Linked DNA regions of Xenopus laevis: region 2 is linked to region 1. Evidence: chromatin contacts called from public Hi-C data. All regions are on one chromosome and are shown on one strand. The core of a region is the stretch at or near the end of the contact, and the rest is flanking DNA. Distances in the headings are between cores, read along the strand shown. Region 1 has its middle 190 kb from the start of trnai-uau. Region 2 holds the start of zfp36l2.S (ZFP36 ring finger protein-like 2 S homeolog).

The links. Hi-C and Micro-C count contacts between places; a contact is called where the count stands out from the background.
Region 2: a Hi-C map of the XTC cell line shows a contact between it and region 1, with 4 times the contacts expected there. The contact joins the promoter of zfp36l2.S here to the enhancer-like site in region 1. A contact is called at or near these places in 2 of 4 Hi-C or Micro-C datasets (the XL177 cell line and the XTC cell line).

Annotation. Positions count from the first base shown.
Region 1 is chr5S:19,730,577-19,736,655 of Xenopus_laevis_v10.1, reverse strand. No RefSeq gene overlaps it. Among protein-coding and RNA genes, the nearest start is that of trnai-uau, 190 kb to the right of the region's middle. Within about 2 kb of position 3,430, at least 1 of the 7 cell types and tissues checked has an H3K27ac peak or open chromatin away from gene starts, as enhancers often do.
Region 2 is chr5S:20,131,755-20,137,180 of Xenopus_laevis_v10.1, reverse strand. It overlaps zfp36l2.S (ZFP36 ring finger protein-like 2 S homeolog), which reads left to right and starts at 1,879. Exons shown (of 2, transcript NM_001087141.1): 1 at 1,879-2,138; 2 at 4,530-5,426. The coding sequence starts at 2,088.

The sequences.
Region 1 (6,079 bases), core at 2,181-4,680:
AACTATTTTTTAGGGCAAATCCATGGTTAGTTGATCATTCTTGAAGCCTTTTTAAGTTTTTAATTATACCCCTGATTTATGCGCACATACTTAATTTGCAAATTGTAATTAAAAATGTGAAAAGCCTTTATTAAGCGCTGATTTATAATAAGAGAGGGGGTCAGTTTACTACGGGAAATGGCTGTTTTTCATTAGCGATGACTGTTGTCATTATATGATGCCAAGCCTCCAATTTCTGTGAAACAAAGCATGGTTGAAAGATCATTGTTTAGCAATTCACAGGCTCCAAACCTATGGTTTTAGAAAGGATGTTTCTCATAATGTAGTTATTAATTGTACTGAAACAGCAAGGCCAACAATTTGAGTTCATCACTGCTAAGCTTGGGAAAGGATGAATCACCATGTTCTTTTAATTGGCAAACTGAAATGATGAAGAGTTTGCGGTACTTAGCATGAGAGGACAAAATAAAAGGATATTGTTTGCTTTTAAAAATCTTATAAAACATCCACCATGTTAAGGTCAGTTCAGAAGGGTATGGAGTATGTGAACTGATACAATGAGCCCAGGTGGACCTTAATGGATCTGTTCCAGAAGTGAGGTCTCATGATTACGTAAGTATTCCCTTTCTGTTCTGTAACGGTCGGCACCCAACACCAGAACAAACACCAGGCACCCTGGTCTCGCTTCGTGCTTCACCAGTAGTTTGGGCCTCCGGAGGAGCCCTCGGCTTACTTGGATGCCACCTGGACTTAAACGAGAGGTGGAAGATGAGGCTTCTGGATAGGCAGAGGGGCACGACTTTAGAGCAAAGCAAAGTTCAAAGTCTTTGGACAGAAGGTCGTAGTACAAGGCGTTAGGCAATAGAGTAGTCAGATCAGGCCAGGTTGAGGCAGGCAGAAAGTCAGCGTAAACAATTCAGGCCAGGTCTGGGCAGGCAGCGTTCAAAGCGAGGTCAGGCAGGCAAGGGTCAAAACCGAGAGATCAATCAGAGGGATACGGCAGAAGAGGTAGTCGAAATTCAGGCAATGGATCAGGGTACAGAGGTCAGAATCGTCATTAACAGGCAGGGGTCACAACAGGTAGTCAGAATCAAGTACAGAATCAGAATAGCAACAGCTAAAGGCACCAGGAACAACCTATAACGGGCAATGAGAACTAGAGGAATGGCCCTTTAAATATTTGAATTTAACGAGAGAATGATCAATAAAGCTCTTCAGTATCTAATCTTGAATATATATATAAAAAAGGACAAAAATAAAAAGATACATTTCTAAATGGTCTTGGGAATTTTTGTAGAATGATTTCTCTTGTTTGTTGCTGAGTCCACAAATGTTCTTCAGCTTTGTCAGCCAAACCCCTAAGGCTAATGATGCAAGAGCTGGAACATTGTAATTGAATAACCAAACACCAGGCATAAGTAATTAAACACTTGAATACCAAAATGTTGATTTTTTTGTTTCACAACACTACACACATGAAGACTCAAATGCACATTCTACATATTTAAAGCATTTATACTAAAGATTATTGGTGTTAACTTATTGGTGTTTAGCTGTTTAAATGAATCCAGAAGATTTGCCAACCAACATGCAACCAGACAATATGCAGTTGGTGGTGTAGTCACTCCATATCACTACACTACAGATCACCTATGATATGCTAGCTTTCCATGAGTGTAGCGTGGGTCATGTGACAAACCAGTGGACCCAATTATGGGGACCACTGACCTGACCTGGATAATGAACTTAATATTGTGGAATACGCCACCTACCAAGAATGAAGACGAGTAGTGTTCTGCACATAATAAGGACTATTGGGGCCTGCTTTTAAGTTAAGTTTTTTTTCTGCAGGTAGAAGATCAGAAACCACCCCTGTTAATTCTACTTGCACCTGAACGATCAAATGCCTAATAGTAACAGCACTGGCACTTTTCTGCTTGAAAATGCTTTTATAAACCGAAGAACCAACTACTGGCACTACCTACTTATTTGCATTCAAGTGAGACAACAGGGCAGGTTCAGGAGCTACGTGACTGGCTGCAATAAGATGGCCTGTTAAAATAAAATAAATCGTGTTTTTTGTACTGATTTCTTCATTAGGTATGGGCAGGGCTAGAACTAGAGTTAGGAAAAAGAGGCATGTTCTCAGGGCATAACGGTGATAGTGGGGGTGCTAGGCACATACTACTCCTAGTCCCCCACTACTCACTCATCCCTTAACTTATCTCTTATTGCCTTTAACACCAAACATACAAAAGTGTGGCCGCTGTTCTGTTGTCCCATTCATTTGGCAGCCCTATATATGCCAAGATAGTTGGGCAGCATGGTCACATTTGGTCAAACTTAGGGATGGGCGAACTTTTTCGCCTTGTTTCGCCACGAAAATGACGCCCATAGACTTGAATGGCGTTGTGCGTCAAAAAAAAAAGACACGCGTCAAAATAATATCGTCGTGCGTCAAAATAATTCCGATGACCATTGACTTTAACGTGCGTCAGCTACAGTTTGCTGGCGGCTAATTTTTGGCGAAGCGAAACAGGTCAAATTCGCCCAAGCCTAGTCAAACTGCTTGATCACAGATGAAGGGGAGCACCTGTTGAGGGGTCATGCCCCCAAACTGGTGCATATATATATATATAGATATAGATATGCTTCTAATATACTTGTTTTACTAAGGTGCACATGGACACATGGTAACCCTGTATGTAATACCTACCTTGAGGAGGGATTCCAGTACAAAGCTCCCTGTGTATATAATGCCCACACCCACAACCAACTAAAAAACAAATGCTGGTCTCTATTGGTAAATCATGTGCCAGTTGCTGTGTATGTTACTTATCTGGCACCCAATACTGGATTTCTGGGAGAAAATGCTTCATTGAAGGTAATAAAATGTTTGATAACTTAAGTGTGATTTTGAGCGTTGTTGACTTCACCAATAAACCTTTATATTCCAATTATACTAAATATTGACTGTACAGTGTGCAGAGATTACAGATTAAGCAGAATTATTATCTTTTTTCATGGGAAAAACAGAAAGAGCGCGGGGTTTTCGAGTTGGAAGCACTGTTTTCTAAATGAGCGCATTTTCTTCCTATTTGATAGAAATGAATCTATGGAGCCTGTGAGTCATTTGCCATCTGTTGCTGGGCAAATTAGAATTGCTGATGTGGTTTTGGCCTGGCCTTGCAGTGTTTATAAAGAGGAAAAAAGTCTAAAAGAGCTCATGCTATTGATGGTTGCTTCTTCCAGGCACTGCTCTCAGCCCTGTTAAAAAATTATTCCAATTGTCCTGAATGAGAACTTCAAACCTCTCTGTGAAACCAGCAAAATTACTCAATTAATGTGGAGCCCATTCTGTGTGGTTACCATATGAATGAGTAAGTGGGCAGTGTGAGTAACATGGCAGGGAAGAACACAAGAGGATATCTGAGGTCAGCCTGCAGGGTAAAGGAATCCTAAACAATGAAGGCTTTGGTTTGAGATTCGGGGAGAAGAATGGCAACTCTGCAGCCTGATTTCAATGGAGCCTGGGAGAGTATTAGTACAGATTAATAGTCCTGTGTGATGGAACCCAGCATCCATTAAAAACATACAGATTTGACCTCTGGTGCAGATGGACATTCTTATAGATCAGCTAAATTGTCCAATATTTCATCAGCGAGGGCTCAAAATATCACCGCAGCTTCAATGAACCTCGGAAAGAGTCAGTAAGTGCGTGTTCTGCTATGGACAAAGACTACTTTATTTGCTATAGAAATCTTTTTGGCAGACAACATTTCCCATTCATTATCTTTTTTTCTTACAAGCCAGGAACACCGAATCAAGTAGCAGTCATGATGGCTTGTCTTTGTTAAAGCATAAGATGCATTAATAGCACTAAAAGTAATGGGCGAATCTGTGCCGCAAAATTTGCAAAAGGCATTGAAGTCAATGGGCGTCCAAATAATTTTGACGCACGACAATTTTAGGCGTGTGACAATTTTGACGCGCATAAAAAAATAATTTTTGGGTGTGGCTGATTTTTCGTTGCCGAATCGTTGCCACGGTTATGCTAATTCATTCGGTTGCAACAAAACACGTAAATTCAGCACAAATTCGCATCACTAGTAATTGCATCTGCAAGTATGGGTGCTCTAATATGGAAGTGATAGAGCCGTAATTCATTAAGGAACATTCTCGTGCATTCCCACAGACTTTCCAATGTGTCCTCTTCTGATGAATGGTGCAACACTGGGCTAATTAATGCTGAGGAACCCTGGCTATCACCACCCTGTCCCTTGTGCTAACTCCAAGGTTCCCACAGAAGGTTTAGTCAATAGGACTTGGTTAATTGGATGCAAATACTGCTTTATGGGAAATTATGGGATTTTTAGGCTGAAATCAAAATGTTCTCCATGAACTTCCGTATAGTTGCCTTCCTCCTGCCTCCTGTTGTGACTCAAGTGCTGCAGCACAAGGTTGTTCACGCTGGAGAAGAGGCGCTTAAGGGGTGATATGATAACTATGTATAAATATATAAGGGGATCATTTTAGTTCCAGCAAGAACTGCAGTTTGATAGCTTGCAACATATATGAATCATCTACAAGCATTTAGCCACAGATAAGGCAGCTCATTGTTTTTGCCAAAACAGGAAATTTAGAAAGAGATGTGTCAGACGTTTCCCTTGCACAAAACATTTCTGATGCCGCCAATCTACCAGCTAATCAACTGGAGGGAGGTTTCTGTATAATATGATTAGCAGGGGATACTTAATGTTTATTTTACATTATGGTGCTGCAGATTTAAGATGAGCAACCTATATGGAATTAACAGATCTTATTTTAACATTGGGTCCAAATGAATGCTTAAAGGGATACTGCCATAGGTAAACATGTTTTTTTTTCCAAACTGCATCAGTTAATAGTGCTGCCCCACTGCACTGAAATCCGTTTTTCAAAAGAGTAAACAGATTTTTTAATATTTCATTTTGAAATCTGACATAGGGCTAGCATAATGTCAGTTTCCCAGGTGCCCCCAGTCATGCGACTTGTGGTCTAATAAACTTGAGTCACTCTTTACTGCTGGACTGCAAGTTGGAATGATACCAACTCCGCACCCAGCAGCCCATCAGCAAAACAATGGGAAGGTAACCAGATAACAGCTCCGTTAGATATTAGAACAGCACTCAATAGTAAAAATCCATGTCCCATTGTGATCATGTCCCACATTGAGCAGGAGAAACAACAGCCTGTCAGAAAGCAGTTTCGTAGTGCAGCACTGGCTCTTTCTGAAAGCACATGACCAGGCAAAATGACCTGAGATGCACCTACACACCAATATTATAACTAAAAAAACTACACGTGTTGGGTTAAGAATGAAATTTTACATGGGAAAGTGAATTATTTGCAGTGTAAACAGTGTAAATTAGAAATAAAAGCTACACCATAAAAAATCATGGCATAATCCCTTTACTGTGGCTTTGAACTATGTGATTGTGTCCAAACAAGGGTCTTGCATGGCGGTAGCTATATAGTGGTAAGTTGGGTAGGTGCCTGGTAAAGCACTAGGGCAGCATGGTGGGTAGTACTGTTTGGATGCTCTCTTCGTGTCTGCAAAGTTTTCCTCCCACACTCCAAAAACAGCAAGGTTATTGCGTGATAAAATTGACCATACTGTGTGTAAATGTGATAGGGATCTTAGGTTGTAAGATCCACTAAGGCAGTGAATGGTACATACTGTAATCTCCATAAATGTGCCGGTGCTATATAAATATCAAAAAATACAACACAAGGCATTTTAAGCCCTTTATTTTCCTTTCAGGATATATAAATCTCTAAACTTAAATTTAGAAGAGCATTGGCAGTACAGCTATATATTGCAGTACAGCCAATGACCCACTTTCCCATCAGGTGTTGCACAGTGGATTGGGAGATTCTAATAAGGGAGGTATATACCTTCTAGAATCTTTTATAAGATAGCGCAAACAGGGAGAATAACAGGGGCTGTGTTCACCGAGGTAGGAAAAGACAGGACAGGTGCTGGGATTGATGAGTAATCACCTGTAGAAAAGAGACAGGCTAAGAGTGAGCTGTTCAA
Region 2 (5,426 bases), core at 630-3,129, 400 kb before region 1:
TCAATTTACTTCTTGCTATGTTTGACTTATCTGTATGATGAATAGATTTTACGACAATCTGCTTTGTAAAATTTCTACTTTATTCTGGCTTCTTTAGCAAAATGTACATTTAACTGGAACTCAAAAACAGGGTCTGTGTTGCACACTTGGACTGGAACTTTCTAAGCACAAAAGAATTCCATAATCCGCTGTCATATGGAGGGTTAATCCTGTAACTGTATTGCTGCGCTGTCAGTTCAGGATCTCTGGAAGGCCAGACTGCCAAAAGAAAAAAAAAGTTTCCGCCTCGTTTCCAGAGCATTTTTCTAGCACACAGACAAGGGAGGAGAGGAAATAAACAGGAAAGAAGGGAAGGGTGGTCAAGTTTCCCTCACTGAGACACCCTGCTGTCAGTGCCCCTGGAGTGAGAGATCTATGGGAAGCAGAAAACAACAAGCAGTGGGGCTGTGGATTCCTCACTCCAGAAGGCAGTCATCAAAGTGAGGGAACAAGTGTTGTGGGAAAAGTGACAGCCCAAACTCCAGCACATATGCCAGTGTGTTATAAGTATGAGCACTAATATTTAACCCCCTGAATTTCTCGCTGATCCTGTGCTCACTTCTGTTATACGTGAACGACTCAACCTGCACTAAGCAACTCTGATCTTCTGCAGCATTGCACTGTACATGGATTTAGATACAACATGAACATCTAATCTATGGCCCTCCAGTTTCTCCCGATTTGCAAAGGGGAGGAATTGCAACACTGTCCTTAATTTACATCGTGCTCAGAAGCTATGTGGCGCTTTACAAAATTCTAACAAATAAGGGGCTCGCAGACAAAGGTTATGCAATGGAACTGGTGCTTTATATGAACGGATTAGACGACCGTGCACATAACGCCTTTTAGAAATACATAAAGCAACGGGCTCACACAGCCAAATCTGTATCTGCTGGGTTTTTGACCGTGAGCTGCTGGAAGCTGCAGTTCAATCACAGCCACTCAAGCGCACTACATTTCCAGGAATTGTATCATGTATCCCTATCAGTAGTTCTGATTTTCAGTCACAGGTAGGGTTGCCACCTGACCGGTAAAAATGATGGTTGATCCCAATGTTATTAATAGGAAATAAAGATAAATATGTGAGAAAGCCGGTATTTTTTTTTTTTCCAGAAAAGGTGGCAACGCCAGTCACAGGTCGCAATCTTGGTTCTTTCACCACAGGTAAACGTTACATTGAGCTTGATGTGCTGCACTTGGGATTAGCAGGAATCTTATAATGCTCTTCTTGTTTAGCTTTAGGACACTGGCAATGCCCAGACAATAAATGTAACAGTCCCACAGGCATAGAAGATCGATTATATTCTAAAGGGACTGGCGCAGTGCAGCCATTGCTGCAAATTAGAAATGATACACCACGTGAAAACCGCCTCACACCCGAACCGTGAGGTAATTATTTAGCAGAAACTCAAAACACGCGTCTCAAGCAAAACGAATCTTTCAAGTAAAGTTTTCCCCTCACTGAGCACGTAATTGTTCAGTATAAAAAGATCAGTGATTTTTCAACATATCGTTATGGATCCCTGGCTATATACGCGTGCATAAATAAGGCATCGAACAGGCGGCTCAATTCTATAACGCGCAGAACCGCAGATAACTAGAGCGCACGGTGTCGTGTCACAGTGTGACTGTGTAGAAGAGAGAGAAAGTCAGTCGGGTCCTCCAGAAGGAAATTGGCGGCACCCAATAGGAAACGAGGAGGCGGTGACGCCAAGGGGAAGTGCTTAGCCTCACAGAGAGCGGCTGGGTCACGGCTCTGGCTCCTCCTCCCCGCTCCCTTCTGCTAGTTTATATAGTGGAGCGCTGCATGCTGTCCGGGGAGTTCTAGTCCGTCAGCTCACACTTGCACTTATATTAACCAACCAGCCTTTCCCACTCCTCCCCCCTGCCTGGGCCGCTGGTGGAATATTCCCCATTAAACGGACCAGTCCATTTACCATCCTTCCCCCCTGTGACTTCAGTCGTGGCTATTCCAAAGCCTCTCAAGCACGAGGGATTTGCCGCTCCTCCGGGGGACGCGCCGAGAAACCTCCAAACTGGATCTGGAAATGTCTGCGACCCTTTTATCCGCCTTCTACGACATTGACCTGTTGTACAAGGTACGTTCCTGCTTTTGGCCTCGACTTGGGATGGGGAAATGTTTTAGCCTAGTGTTAACTGTGTGGGAATTGTCTGCGGCTTCTCAACTCGAATCTGTGGCTCTCCAGCTGTTCGAAGGGGCTTATGGGAGTTGTAGTTTAGTTGAGAGACTTGTTCTGTTAGAATGGACTCCGCTGTCGGTGGTTGCTGCTTTTCCCGTGCCCTGAGTCTACTCCCTGTCCCTCTCTCCTCACTTGCACTGGAGGCTAAAGCCCTAGGGCGGGGTTTCTCTTCCCAGCAGGAGTCTTGCACCAAACTGGGGTCCCCCTGCTATGAAGCCCCACAGACTAGACTCTTGTGCTCTGCAACTTCTTTTGAGTTGAGTTTGTGGGCCTCTTGCTCTTGGAAATAGGTTCCTCTACTCCACACTGCACAGTGTTGGGGCCCCTTTATTTTATTGCCCCCAGTTGGTACTTTTTTTTCCCCTCTAGTTGATTTAAAGCAGTTTTATCACAGGGCTAGTGGCCATGGGCTCTTGGGGCTTCCTGTGTAGGGTTAGTGGCTCCCTGTGTAGGGTTAATGGCCCAGGCTGTTGGGTCTCCCCGTGCAAGGTAAGTGGTCCCTTGCTCTTGGGGCTCCCTGTGCAGGGTTAGTGGCCCTGGTCTCTTGGAGCTCCCTGTGCAGGGTTAGTGTTCCGGGCTCTTGGGGCTCCCTCTGCAGGGTTAGTGGCCCCGGGGCTCTTGGGGCTCCATGTGCAGGATTAGTGGCCCCGAGCTCTTGGAGCTCCCTGTGCAGGGTTAGTAGCCCCGGGCTCTTGGAGCTCCCTGTGCAAGGTTAGTGGCCCTTGGGTTCTTGGGGCTCCCTTTGCAGGGTTAGTGGCCCCTGGGTTCTTGGGGTTCCCTTTGCAGGGTTAGTGGCCCCTGGGTTCTTGGGGTTCCCTGCTTGTGCAGGGTTAGTGGCCCTAGGCTCTTGATGCTCCCTGTGCTGTGGGTTTTTTTTCTTTTGCAGTGAGATATGGGGCTCACTTGTGTTTGCAGTGCTTGAAGTTGTTGCAGCATTCTGTTTAGTAGCAGTGTCTCTGGCGCTATAGTCTACACTCCTGTTGCAAGGCAGTATGGGTAGGAGACGCCTCTGTGGTTTGTTGCTTGAGTTAGGAGGCTCCTTGGAGTGCAGTTGCCATGTGCTGGGTGGCAGTGCCAGAGCCTGCTGTCTGCTTAGTTACCTTTTACTGGCGTGGGGGGAGGTGACTTGCATTAGATTGAGATGGGGCTGCAGTCTTTCCTCTTTATTGGGGCCCCTAGTAGTTTCGGTACTACATGTTGAATATTCAGCTCTGCTTTGCATTATAGCTGGGGTTGCATTGTGCAGCTTACTTGGTGGGTTTCGCATCCACACTAGTTTCCATAACGTTACGTACAGTTTTTTTTTTTTTTTTTTTTTTTTTTTTTTTGCACCCCCCTCTCCCTTTGTCATGTAAGTGTGTGGAAAGTTTATCTGCATTACAAATGGGGTGGTCTGTTTGAAATGGAGTTGCACTGCTGTGTGAGCATTATGGCTTCCCTCTAGCAGGACAATGTTGAATGGTGTGGGAGGGACAGCTTTTGGTGCTTCTTCAACGGAGTTTGCAGCTTTATTTGTATGACTGTTGACATATTTCAAACACGCTTGGTAGAGTGTTTGGGGTGCCTTATAGCTAAATCTTTAGAGGTGACTTATTGGGAGTCTCAGAAGTAGACCTGTAGCCCATGGTTGAAATTGGAAGAGATCTCCTTCCCTTTGGGGTCATCTTTCCCCATGTGGATACTAGGATGTCTATTTTGGAGCTCCACCTTTCCTGTCCTGTATTTTTGTTTGTGCCCTGCTGGAAGTTTGTGAGTTGTAAAGTTGCAAGCTAATGCGTTATTTGTTTTCCATTGTGTGGTGTTTTGGGGCGTGTTATCATTTGCATGCTATCTGAGGGGCTTTTTGCAGCAGAATATTGGGTACCAACTTGCTTTTGATCTGTCAGGTGGTGTGAAAATATGAAAATACATACTGAGTACCCAGTATGTGTGCATACATACTAAGTAGTTGCTGTTCTTTTATTGGGGGGGGGGGGGTTAGAAGATGCATACTGGGGCACTGGCTGGTGGAAGTGTAGTGTAGGCTCCGAGTTCTAGCATATGTTAGAGAACTTATATTTTGGGCAACAGTCACACATTTAGTGGGTTCTTCAGTAGATGCATGCTAGGGTGTTATTGTAGGGAAAGTGTGTAATATAGAAAGCACAGGGTTGAAGTCCTTGTGCAATTGTATGATATTGAGTTTCTTTAGGGGAGGCATTGTAATATAATTTGGGGGTGATTGCTAGAATTGTCTGCACAATGGTGATTTCCCTTTGCTTGAGAGTAACCGTGACTGTCTCCCTGCAGAACGAGAAGGCTCTGAATAACTTGGCCCTGAGCACCATGCTGGACAAGAAGGCAGTGGGCAGCCCGGTGAGTTCCACCAACTCCAACTTGTTCCCAGGATTCCTCCGCCGGCACTCTGCCAGTAACCTACAGGCCCTCAGTGGCAGCACCAACCCAGCCAAATTCTGCCACAACAACAACAACAACCAGCTAAATGAATCAGCTGCCAGCAGCACCGCCCTGCTTAACCGGGAAAACAAGTTTAGGGACCGCTCATTCAGCGAGAATGGGGAGCGTAGCCAGCATCTCCTGCACCTACAACAGCAGCAGCAGAAGGCTGGGGCACAAGTCAATTCAACCCGCTACAAGACTGAACTCTGCAGGCCATTTGAGGAGAGTGGGGCATGCAAGTATGGGGAGAAATGCCAGTTTGCTCATGGATTTCACGAGCTGCGCAGCCTGACCCGTCACCCTAAATACAAGACCGAGCTGTGCCGCACCTTCCACACCATTGGCTTCTGCCCGTATGGGCCACGCTGCCACTTCATCCACAATGCTGAGGAGAGGCGACAAGCTCCTGGGGCTGGGGAGCGCCCCAAACTGCACCATAGCCTCAGTTTCTCTGGCTTTCCTAACCACAGCCTGGACTCTGCCCCCCTGCTGGAGAGCCCAACCTCCCGTACCCCTCCCCCACAGTCCTCGGGCTCCCTCTACTGCCAGGAGCTGCTGCAGCTCAATAACAACAACCCCTGTGCCAACAATGCCTTCACTTTCTCTGGGCAGGAGCTAGGTCTCATTACCCCACTGGCCATCCACACCCAGAATTCATCTTACTTCCGCCAGCCTTCATCCTCCCCACCCCTCAGCTTCCAACCTTTAAGGAAAGTTTCGGAGTCACCTGTATTTGATGCCCCCCCT